2 separate regions of the Mus musculus genome follow, and region 2 is linked to region 1. Evidence: chromatin contacts called from public Hi-C data. All regions are on one chromosome and are shown on one strand. Each heading gives the region's core, a stretch centred on a gene start, on an enhancer-like site or on the middle of the called end of the contact. The rest is flanking DNA. Distances are from core to core; before and after follow the strand shown. Region 1 holds the start of Has2 (hyaluronan synthase 2). Region 2 has its middle 210 kb from the start of Gm38516.

What was found. Hi-C and Micro-C count contacts between places; a contact is called where the count stands out from the background.
Region 2: a contact with region 1 is called in a Hi-C map of the C2C12 cell line, with 2.9 times the contacts expected there. The contact joins the enhancer-like site here to the promoter of Has2 in region 1. A contact is called at or near these places in 5 of 39 promoter capture datasets (the 3T3-L1 cell line, 3T3-L1-derived adipocytes, frontonasal cranial neural crest and 1 more), 1 of 484 Hi-C or Micro-C datasets (the C2C12 cell line) and 1 of 115 datasets of contacts at active chromatin or transcription factors (embryonic fibroblasts).

The regions. Positions count from the first base shown.
Region 1 is chr15:56,692,296-56,698,766 of GRCm38.p6, reverse strand. Has2 (hyaluronan synthase 2) reads left to right here and starts at 4,221. Exons shown (of 4, transcript NM_008216.3): 1 at 4,221-4,773. Has2os (hyaluronan synthase 2, opposite strand) reads right to left here. Exons shown (of 4, transcript NR_002874.2): 2 at 4,999-5,153; 3 at 4,690-4,812; 4 at 4,307-4,404.
Region 2 is chr15:56,973,495-56,979,589 of GRCm38.p6, reverse strand. No RefSeq gene overlaps it. Among named protein-coding and RNA genes, the nearest start is that of Gm38516, 210 kb to the right of the region's middle. Within about 2 kb of position 3,884, at least 26 of the 459 cell types and tissues checked have an H3K27ac peak or open chromatin away from gene starts, as enhancers often do. A contact at or near this core is called in the C2C12 cell line and embryonic fibroblasts, where this site is marked.

The DNA.
Region 1 (6,471 bases), core at 2,972-5,471:
AACAGCAAATAGGGCAAACATGTAGACATTACCAAGCAAAGCAAGGGGATTTATTAAGCAAGAACTCGGTTTTGAGGGAGGAAGCTGGCTGGTGCAGGTTGAGAAGGGGCAGGAAGAACCAGAGCTTTTATGACATACACCTCCAGCATTTTGGCTTTTTGTGCACATGCTATATCTGTTCCATTAGTTCTACATTCAACTCTCCATGTCCTTTGTCTTATAAGCATCTAAAATGTCCGCTCAGAGAGTGACGTAAAGATGCAAGCTCGTTTTATTGTGTCTGGCATGGAGGGTGGTGGGAAGGGTAGAGGGAGTGAAGGGATGTACTTAAGGAGATGCACGTGGGATGGATGGACACGAGATTTCTTTTTTGTCATGTTTTATTATTTTTTCTTTTGAGACACGGTTTCTCTGTGTTGCCCTGGCTGTCCTGGAACTCACTCTGTAGACCAGGCTGACCTCGAACTCAGAAATCTGCCTGCCTCTGCCTCCCAAGCGCTGGGATTAAAGGCGTGTACCACCACTGCCCAGCTGTCATTTGTTTTATACATATGTTTTACACATGTTAATTTTTTAGGCTGGGCAAAGCCTTCTGGGGTCCTCTCTGAACTCTACTCTCTGCTTCATTAATGTCATTAAAAACATGTTAAATCACATACAATAAGCCAAAAGTTTTCTAATATTTGTCCTAGTCTCTGGGTCTTTTTGTCATAAGGAGCATTAAGTATTCCCTCTGGACATCTCTGTTCCTAGTTTGCCATCTTATGTCTATCGGCAAGTAAAATCAACAAGAAGAACACAGAGTCACATACTACAGCATTTACTATATATAACATAAAATAGTATTTTTTCAATCCTTGCAGGAACCCAAGACTCTTCAAGACTATCAACTATACTTATAATGATTCTAACACATTGTTTTTATCTTCCTCATTGCCTTGACACAGAGAGTAGTGGGTAACCTGCCAGACTTTCAGGAAGAAAAAACATCATTGCACTGAAGTGACCCCCAGACACACTCATGAGCAAAGGACCGTCTCATTTGAGAAAGCCCTGGATCACGTAGTGGGAATTGCTGAGTAAATTATAACCCTTGACTTTACCAGCTTTTAAGAATATATGTGAAGATGTGAGATGCACAGGGAAAAGCCTTCTGCTTTGTTTTTGTTTTGTTTTGCTTTGTTTTTTTGAGACAGGGTTTCTCTGTGTAGTCCTGGCTATCCTGGAACTCACTCTGTAGAGCAGGCTGGCCTCGAACTCAGAAATCCGCCTGCCTTTGCCTCCCAAGTGCTGGGATTAAAGGCGTGAGCCACCAATGTCGCAGGGTGGGAAAAGCTTTCTGCAGTGCACTTACTTACATGGTTGCTAGGTGGAAAGGGTTCCATATGTTTGCTTTCTGTAATGGATATGTAGCTCCTGGGACATTTTTTTTTTTTTACTTGAATGAGGAAACTCCTAACAGTTCATTGTTTTCACTGACTCTTGTATCACGCTGTAGGCAAGATTGGTCTTTATTCTTCTAAGAGCTGGGATTATGGCTGTGCACGAATAATGCTCAGCTTCATGATTTTTTCCCTCTATGAAGCAAACCTGCCTGCACAGTTTCAGCAACTGACAGCCTCTGCTGCTGCTGCTCCTGCTGCTGGAAACACGAAACATCCAGGAGAAAAATTCTCACGTGAGAAATTTGCATTCCTCAAGATGTGTATGAAAGGCTCCAGTATCGAAATATATTAGTGGACAAGCTTGGACATAGTGCTAATGATTAATTGTTTTTGTAAATAGTTTAGTAGTGATAATTTGGACATCAGAATAACCCAGTACACCAATAAATTTCAGTATCAACATGTGATACTATAAATATTTTCAAGAGATAGACAGACAGAGAGAGAATATGAATGCATCAACGATAAACGTTCCTTTTCTTTGATTTTTTTTTCTCCACTAGCATCTACTTCCAGAAAACTGAAGTGCCTTTCCAATCCCACAGACAATAAATATTAAAGGTGTGATCTGAGTGTAAGGACTCTTGAATTGTGGATCCCTCTTCGCTTATAGGGAACTTTAACTGTTAGCTTTAAATTATGCTAGTATTTTCTCTCTTGCCTCTGTGAGGACAGGGAAGTGCACAGATGTAGAACCAAAGTTTATACTTGCCTACAGCTGGGGGGAGGGGGGGGCGGAGGGCATGCAACTTTGTTTTATGGCTTATGAATTACAAGGAAGAAACAACAAATGTGTTTTTCTTTAATAAAGAAACTTAGTTTTACTAGGTGTTCTGCTGCTTGAACTGTTAGCATAAGGACGATTTAACACTATTAAGCAACTGTTAGAGTAACTTTGCTTGTGGGCATTTAGGCATTTAGAGATAGAGAAATGGGAGCTATGAGGCCACTGGGGAGTTTACAGGTAGAGACTTGGCATCCCACAATTTCTCCCAACTCAGTTTAATTTACATTATAAGTCACGGCGCAGAAGTTGAGTAATACTTTAAAATAGCAATTTACCACTTCCCAGACCATGAAAAACCAGGAAGCTCAGGTCTGATTAAGTGTGATGAAATTGCGCTCTGAAATTTAAGGCAGTCTTTGCAACAGTTGAATCACCTCAAGCGGGAGTTCAAAGGCTAGAGTCAAGAGAGTTGTGGGGGGGAAATGAGGAAGTCTCCCCAGAGTGGCATGAAGTCAGCCACCAAAGTGATGGCTCCCAGAGGTGAAATGGCCTTGTGTTTGGGTGTGTGGGGGGAGGTGAGGGTCGGGGGTGGGGGGACTGGCTTTGCAGATCCAGCTTTGTGGGGGATGGGTCGGCTGACAACTGCGAGTTGCAGTCACACTCTGCATCCCTATTCACAATCCTCAACTCCACACCTGCCTGATATGTTGCGAGCCTCACTCCCGGTTTATTCCACTTTTCTCTTTTTGTCTGACCTTTAACTATTGCCCAAATTTATATTCCGATCTTATCCGAAACACATATACCATACAGCATCAAGATGCGGTAGAACTCAAACGAAGCCCACATCAAGAGCACGAAGAAGGGAAATAAAAGAAAGGAGGGGATGGGTGGGGAAGAACAGAAAAGGAAGTAAAAGGCAAGTAAGGTTTTAGCAGATTTCAGTTTTAGCCTTACTGCGTAAATCCGCTTTCATTTTTTCCTAAACAGCGCCACCTAGTGTCCATTGTAGCTCTCTGAGTTTTTTTTTCCTTTTACCTTTTCCTTTGGGTGGGGGCAGGGGCGGGGACCGCAAGGATCAAGGGAAAAGGGCGCGGATGCCCTAAGGTTGAAAAAAAAAAAAAAAAAAAAAAAAAAAAAAAAAAAAACCCGAGAAAGAAAACTCTCCAGTCTTGGCGTCATTGAAATTTTAAAATGGTATTTTGAAAACATTAAGTAAAAGGCTGTCAAGAGGCAAAAGTAATTTCAGATGTTTTACGAGATGACTGCTTCCGTACACTTTCTCAGGTTTATTGCTATCATCATTATTATAAACTTCCAATCGAGAATCTTTTGTATGTTTTCATGTCTGAGAATCATGAGAAAAAAAGAAATTTAAAAATTTTCCTCATTTCAGTGTCCAGCCCACCCACAGCGAAAACTGCGGGGGGGGGGGGGGGGAGACGTTGACATTTGCCTTTTGCTTAGAAAGTTTAGAGCTGGGAGGAAGAAAGGGTTAACAAATGGCAAACTAGTCGCTCTTTTTAGCGTCCTAGGCCATTTGTGGAGCAAACTAGGTAGCACGGACGTACACACACACACACACACACACACACAACGCGCACACACACACAGAGTCAGTATTCCGCCAAGAGCAGTGATTTAGCCTAAGAGAACCGTTTGGCCTTAAAATCATTTATATGCAACGGGGAGTTTATCAAGTCGAGGGAATCCTTGTAACGCAGACAGACTTCAGCAATATTTGCAGAGCAGGGCTGCCCGCTCCGCGGTCACTGCCTGAGGAGAGGTATCAGGCGGTGGTCAGCATCTGTGCTCCGCGTTTCTCAGCACACGTTAACAATCAAGTTAATTGAATTCATTGGAGTTTAGAAGCGGCCTCTAGCTCAGAGAGGGCTTTGAATGGCCAATTTCTCTCTCTTCCCCCCACTCCTCCCCGCCTCCCATCCCGCCCAGTCCCTCCCCTCCGGGTTCCCCAGTCTACACCTCCCTCCTCCACTCCCCTCACCCCCACTCCCTCCTCCGTCCTATTAAAACACCCACCGGCTCACTTGTTAAGACCCCCTTAAGTTGGAGGAGGCAGAAAGGCAACCACAGCGAAGAAGAAGGAGAAGTCAAGGCGTCTGGAAAGAATTACCCAGTCCTGGCTTCGAGCAGCCCATTGAACGGGGGACTTGAACCAGCCAAAGACTTCTTCATTCTGCTCTTGCTAGACTCTGCTGAGTCTTGACCCGGCTTGTAGGTTGATGTGAAAAGAGATTTTGTGTCGTCGGAGGGAAGGGGATTGGAGCAAATAGCAAAACAGGGGGAAAAGTTAATTTATTTTTAAAGCACATTTAACAAAAAGAATTAGAAGACTTAAGTGCAGCGGAAATAATAAAAGAGAATATTAGTGAAATTTCTTCTCAAAGAGGGGAGAACCAAGCATTTAAGGCTCCCCCATCTTTTTTTTTAAATGTTGTTTTTAAATTTCTTATTTTTTTTGGCCGGTCGTCTCAAATTCATCTGATTTCTTATTACCTCAATTTTGGAAACTTCCTTCCACGACCCTCCGGGACCACACAGACAGGCGGAGGACGAGTCTATGAGCAGGAGCTGAACAAGGTACGTTATACAGACGCGTTTGGGTGAACTTTGAATTCCCTAGATAGATTGGGGGCAGAGAAGAAATTATCAACAGAGCTTTAAAAAAAAAACCAACAACAAAAACCCCCTAGTTTCTATAGAAACATTTGAGGTCTGAAGTGTCCCCCAACTCCCCCCCCTCCCCCCCGCAACAAACTGCCCATGAGGGAATATTGCCAATCACTATCAAGTCTCGCAGCATACCCTGGGTTTTAATCATCCGGTGAAATCCGCTGCCTCTCTGGGCGCACAGGTAACTTGCGTGGCCAAGGAAAGCTGATTGTCCCGGGGTGTACTTTTCCACTGGGCATCTTCCCGAGCGTCAAAGGGGCTCCGGAGTCAGAAAACAAGGATTTCCACTGTGTACGGAAAATTCATCCCACAACTGTCCTTACCTTCCTACCCTTCCCTTCTTTCTCCCTCACCTCCCACCAGTATGTGGGCTGGACACCCTGGCACAGTTCTGTGCGGGGGTGGAGGTGGGGGTACAAACAAAACCGCTCAATTTTGGCTTAGACTGAAAGGGTTAAACGATCCGGGTTTCCAGCTACGTTAGGCTGGAAGAGACCCCAAGGAAAGTCCTGCGCCACCTCCTCGCGCTACCATCCTGGTTCAGCCACTCCCCCCTTTTCCCGGGCCTCCACTCCTTTGCAGTTTCCAAACTCCATTAAAGTGTCAGGCAGCGAGCATCCGGGCACAGCCACCCCGAGAAAGCCTTTCCTGGGGCAAGGGGTCCCTCACGCAGGCATTCGCCGCTGGGGGAGAGAAGAGAGCGCGCATCCCTCCTTGCGCTGGCCGGCCGGCCCGCACCCCTTGGGCAGGGCGTGCGCGCGGACAGCGCTGCGCTCCCGCAGCTGCACCAAGTCCCGAGCCAAATCCGACGTGGCACGGAGCACGCTGGCGCTTCTTTCCTCCGTTGCAGCTGGAGACGCTGTTGTGTGGGGGATTAGGGGACTCTGTCTCTAGCCCCTTGTCCGATGTGGGGTCGAGGGGCCCTGGGAGCCTGGGAAGAGGTGGGAAGAGAGCCAGACACGGGATAATCAACACCTTGGACTGAATTCGTCACGGTGGTTCCCGCCCAGAGTGAGCCAGGGCTTAGAAATCGGTCCCGGTGAACCAGAGGGCGGGTCTGAAAGGAGGGTCTGTGTAAGGGTGAGAACTTCGTGGCGACAGAGGCGGCTTCCTCTGGCCCAAGAAAGGCAGCCCAGGGGAAACAGCTCTGAAAGGACCATTAAGACAGGGCTGGAAGCATAGGCGGTGTCTGAGAACGAAGGCTTCTAAGACCCAGGTCTCATTACATAGTCGTAGGTGTAGGTGCCGTTTCCACCAGCACCTCTCTGGATATCCCCCAAACTCCCGGGCACAGTATTCTGACTCGGATACCCTTGCCACTAGATAGCCAGCTGCAACAACCGCGTCCTGGCTTGGGACTTGTAGAAGCCCAGGAGGCCCCGCCCCGCCCATCTCACTTCACTACCTCCTGGGACCCTTTACTGCCAAATGAGTCTCTGTAGCAGCTGCACAGAAACGCTACACACTCCTTCAACCCACGTGGCTGGGCTGGGATTGCATTTGATGTCACACCCTGGGAGGGGTGTGTGATGCAATAGATTTGGAGGCTCTGATTGGCTAGGAAGCTCCCCCTCCCCTCCCCAGCCAGAGTCCAGAGTTTATACA
Region 2 (6,095 bases), core at 2,635-5,134, 280 kb before region 1:
CAACGATCATTCATGTCACCATGGCAGTAACTAAGTATTGCTGTGGTCTGAGCTGCTTTAATGAAAATGTCAGTCTCAATGAAGACAAAGCACTTTCCAGGGTGATGATAAAAATTAACATTTCTAATATTCTTGTCTGCTATACATGAGGAATGGTAGCAGCAAGCAGAGTTATATCAAAGTCACATAAAGTTAAGTGTGACTGTATATTTATTGCTGAGTAATTATATAACTAAATCTATTGCTTAGCACATTGACAAGTTTCATTTTAATTAATTGAATTTTTACTCCTTCAAATCCTGATGATATATCTTTGGTAAAATTCAAAGTTAATACAGACCAATATGAGTTTATTGAAGTATAGGAAACAAGATAAAACAAGGTTGTAAATAACATAACTTAAGAGATATGATCATTTTTCAGAGAGGTTTAATGAGAATATTGTGCATACTATGACACATGCCTGAATACAACAGTTAGGGAGAACACTCTAGAATTTTTACATACATTAACATATAAATAAATACATACAATACTAAGAGTTTATAAGCACATATACATTAAAGCACGCATGAATGCCCACATAGACGCACACAAACACACAGAGACATACACACACAGACACACATTCATATCCTACCTCAATTATTCATAAGTTGTAAGTCTTAAGTCTCACAATGAAAATTTGAAACAATTGACAAGTCTGGATTATTATTCTCATTTATGTGTATATCTATAATTGAGTGTTGTTTAAAAGTTGGAAAGAGTAAAAAAGCACCACTATTCCTCAGGTGACAAAAATAGTAGAAACATCCCTGTTTTCTTTAAACAATTCTCTGTATTAAATTATTATTGAGAATTTATTAGGTAAAACAAAATAACTCAATGCATTTTTCTAAAGGTTCAGCTCACCTTAGTGGCCAAGAAGAGAATGTCATGTCTTAAAACTATTTTTAACAAGAATAAGATGGGAAGAGAATGTTGAAACTGTGTGACTTTTCTTTCTTGATGGAGTTTGTTTTTGGAGGGCCAACAATGCATTGTGAGCTTCCGCTGATTTGCTTAACAGTGAACAGACATTGAAGTTAAGTCTCACAGTCAACAAAATTTAGACAACCTGGATACACAATCCGGCTCTCTAGGCCTTATCTGACATTTGCATCCATTCATCTTTTCAAAGTCACTCATCAAGAAGTTGACAAAGAGCTCAACTTCTCAAATGCCTACTGTTTACTTATAAACACAGGAAGTTCATGCTTCTCAGAATTAAGCCTGATGCCTATCTTTGTGAACTGAATTCCACAGGTTCAGAAGAAACCCAGGTGACAAACACTTGAAGGAACCTGCTTACTCATTACTGACTCAAGACTTACTACCTTGCAATCTGGAGTCACTCCAACGTTTTATGTAAAATACAATATTTTATCTGCTTAGAAAGGAAAACCTACTAGGCAGACCCATCTAGAAAGCTTCAGAGAGATACCTGCCATTCAAAAGTAGCCATTTCTAAATTCCCATTTGAAATACTTTGATAAATTGTTGTTTTATTGTAATTATCATCACATTTGAAGTTCCTACTATTTTCAAGTAATCAGAACACATGTGAGAAAGACAAACCAATGCACATATTTCCTGCCTGCATCTCTAAGCGATTTTTATAGCACCATGCATCAACTTTCAATGTACCTACTGTATAAGTGGAAACTTGAGGGGCTGAGTAAAAGGGGAGTTGCTGTGTGTGATCCATCCCTTCAGAATCCTCAGAAACAATGTGTTGTGTCTCTGCATTTACAGTCAGAATTTATGTGATTAATCTCCAGGTTGAATTGATAAATCATTTCTGAAAGATAAACAGACATGAATGTAGAGCTATTGGCATGATGTTGTACTATTCTTTTATTTATTTATAATTCTTCCACTTATCCAAGAAAAATGCTTGGGTCTTTGCAGTAAATGTATTAATATTCTTAGTCTCCAAAGATTATACAGGTAATCCAGTGTTGAAAGGTAAGTACCTAACGAAGGCTACCTGGAGTCCACCTTATAGGATATTGACACTCTGTCTTGTTCTGTCAAAGATGCTGTGTTATCTTACTAAGTACTACAAGGGGAGGACTCTGTACATAGAATGTAAGCTAGCATTTCACATATTTTGGTTATGTATGTATGTATGCATGCATGTATGTATGCATGTAAGTATATACAGAGGTACAATTATACTTTGGGCAGGAAGTTTTGTCTTCTTTACATTAAGGTCCAGGAAAGCTGATAAGCTGATACATTACTGTGAACAAAGTGAGTGTATTTAGAATTGTAAGGACTAACCAAGAAGTTAAGAATCAATTTTCTAGTAGACATATAGTTCAGGGAGAGTAGCTGTAACAGTGCCTATTTAAATCAAATAGAAGAATAGTCTGGTGTGGGAGGCCTACAATCCTAGGTATTGAGGAGGCTGATTCAAGCAGATGTCAAGCTTGAATTTACCGTGAGCTATGAAGTGAGCCCAAGACCAGTCTGAAGAGTTTAGTGAGACTCTGTTTCAAACTAAAAAGTAAAGAATGGTTTGGGGTTCACAACTCTGTGAAAGAGCTCTTGCTAGCTCCTGTTCAGTTGGCACTGCCACAAACAATAGAAAATGCTGCTGATAGCATGTGAGTTAAAGATGTTCTCCAAGTACCACCCAGGGGGCAGTAGGCAGAATTCTAGAAGATGGTTTCAAACATGGAAACTCTAATTCTGAGAGCTCATAAATATCCCGAAATCTCTTCTAATGTTGCATTATGCCACGGGACCTAAAAGCCATAGGAATTAACTTTTCACAATGAGGATTTTCTCTGTGGAGTCATAAAAAGAGTCACTCAGAAAGATGCAAAGCTTGAAGACTACATTCTCTGTCAAATTGAGAGTCCTAGCTGCAAAGATGGGAGTTCTGTGAAGAAAAGAAATATTCCTGCGGGGATAAGAATGCAGCAAGCCAAGAGCTTGACTTCAATCCTGCAAGAAAAAAAAACAAAATAAAACAACAACAACAACAACAACAACAACAACAACAACAACAACAAACCCAGCCACATTGTGCCAGGCTTTCTCAATGTCACACTTGTGAGCCAATAACAAAGTATGCAATAATTTGTCCTATAACAATAGAAGACAGACACACAGGGGGATAAACCTATTGAAGACTAATTCTAAAACAAATGATATTCAATACCCTTTAAAAAAATAAAAGTGTACTGAAACCATTAGAAGGAATTGCTTGGAAAAGTGACCCCATGGCTTTTGAGGGGTTCAGCAGGGAAGAGCTTGGTTACTCAATCATAAGTATACATTATGCAGCTATAGCTGTTTCCAGGACAGGAGAGTAGATATGTGTGCACAGCATTTAATGTATTCTATGGGCTTTCATCCATATTAAAGAGGCAAATGCTTTTATTTTGGGGGGAAAGGAGCATTTTAATGATCTATGAAAGATGCCAAGGTCTTTTTTTGTGGCCTTATTCAACTTGCCACAGAACTTGACTCAGACCCTGTCACACTGAGAAAATATATGTGGCTTTCCTTTATTCTTTCATGTGTTTTGAGTTTAATAACATATGCTGTTTATAATCGGTTTCTATAGAGCTCCTCTTTTGTCTTGTAAACAGTTGCAATGATTTACCTAGAGCTGTGGGGATTTTCTCTTTCTTTGTCCACCCCCGTCCTCTCCTCCTTGGCAAGTCTAAGTAGTTCCAGGGATTAACAGTGGCTTAACTTCAGTCATGTTTTGTGATAGATAATGAAGTTATTGTTCAATTTGGGCTCTTTGAGATGGTGTGAAATTAGCCAGTTGTCTTAGTCTTCTTGGAGTTGGCTCTCAATCCTGTCTTGAAGAGTCATGCCTGCTTGTGCTTCACTGATTCATCAAGAGTTCCTGTAAATGGATCCTCTGTGGGTAATGAGGCGCTCAGGGTAAGCAGGTCAGGTTATTTTTATTCCAAATGAATCAGATTCTTCTTGAAGAGATAATTGGCTCCTGTCTCTTATGGACTTAATGCAAGGCAGCTATTTGATTACTCAATTACATACTATTTTGTGGTTTTAGTATTCTCCTGTTTCAGAGGAAGGCATTGACACTCAATCCTGAAAGACCTGTGAGAAGTCGTAGATGCTAAGTACAAGATCAGCATGTTGCCAGACTGGAGGTGATTACCTATGGGTTATATTTAGGCAAGTCTTATAAATTGTCACACTATCACGTACACTATTTTTTTTTTGTCATCTAGGAAATGTTTTTCTCTTGCCTCTGACACTTTGAAATCTACTACAGTACAACATGACAGTTTCTTTCAAATCCACATCAAAAATATCAAGAATAAATTAACATATCCACATGTAACTTTTTTTGATTTTTAACTTTTCATATTATAAGTCATTAGTCAATGAAGTTTTTATGTTTCAATCGCTTACACTTTTCTGGGTGTGATGGCTCACATCTATAATTTCAGCACTTTGAAGGCTGAAGCAGGAAGATTGCTGTGAGTTCAAAGCTAGCCTGAACAATATTGAAGGCTGAGTAGCACTGGACTTCAGAGGAGGGCCCTGTCATTTTTATATATTAAATTGATCAGCTCACTCATACTAATCCCTGATTTTTAGTGATCACTAATCTCTAGTGAATAATGTAGCCCTTCTCTGAGTCTCAGTAAAAATGCAGGGTCTTTTAAAAAGCCACACTGGTTCACTAACAGGACTACACCCTGTTCTAGGAATCCCTTCTGATTTCTACTTATCTTACTGCAGTAATCATCCTAATTGATTATTAATTTAATATCATCCAAAAGTGTTTTATCTCTCTACTTTAACAGTGAGCTGCTCAGGAACTCTGTTTTCTTTAACTGTGGATAATTGGCTTTTTTTTAGGGCAATATTTTCATTTATTCTTTAAACTTTTCTTATACACATACAGTGCTTTTTGTCAGATATACTGCCACTACCCCTTTGAACTCCTGCCCTCCAGGCCTCAATAACATACCTACCCCCAAACGTCATGCTCTCTTTTAATTTTATTCTTATTAATTTATTACTATTCCATGATACCAATTAGAGCCTATCATAAACATATGTGAAGACGTCTACTGGGTGATGGCTCCCATTTCCCAGGAAAAGTGACTCTCCTCCTTTAGCAGCTATCAACAATCAGTAGCTCCTCCAATATGAATGGGCCTTGAAAGCTCCTTCCCTTTAGCATCTTGGTCTTGTGAAAGTCTTGTATAGAGAGACACATTTGCTAGAGTCTCAGGTGTGTCATATCTAAAAGATATGCTTTGTAATACTTTCCCCGACTCTCAGCTCTCACATTCTTTCCAACCCCTCTTTTTCAATGATCACTGAGTCTATTATTGTTTTCTATCTATCTATCTATCTATCTATCTATCTATCTATCTATCTATCTATCTATCTTCTATATCTATATAACTATATATTGCGGGGTTAAAAGGTCTGTATTTATTTTATTTTTTTCCTTTCATTGAAAACAGATTCTTTTCTCACATGTATCCTGATTAGCCTTTCCCTTTCCTCTACGCCTCCAACTTTCTTCCCACTTCCTCCCCAGTTTCGATCCACTCCCTTTCTGTCTGCCATTAAAAAAAAAGATTAGGCTGGGATGAAGAGATAACTCAGTGTTTACCAGCACTGACTGCTCTTCCAGAAGTCCTGAGTTCAATTCCTAGCAACCATATGGTGACTCACAACCATCTGTAACAGAATCCGATGCCCTCTTCTGATTTGTCTAAAGAGAGAAACAGTGTACTCACATACATAAAATAAATGAATATATCTTAAAAATAAAAAAAGATCAGGTTTGCTTCTAAAAGACCACGCTAAAATATAAGATCAAATCGGTATGAATATACCTATCTCAGGCATTCCAAAGAATAAGACTAAATAATACACGAGTGTCAAATCCATGGTAGAAAGCGAAATAACAATTTGCACAAACACCATTTGTTTTTCCTTCGTAACACTTATGTCTCTATGAGTGGTGGTAGTGACAGCCCTCCTCCTCTTCCTCCTCCTAGTGTGCATTTTGTTCTTGTTTTCCTCTCCTTTATTTT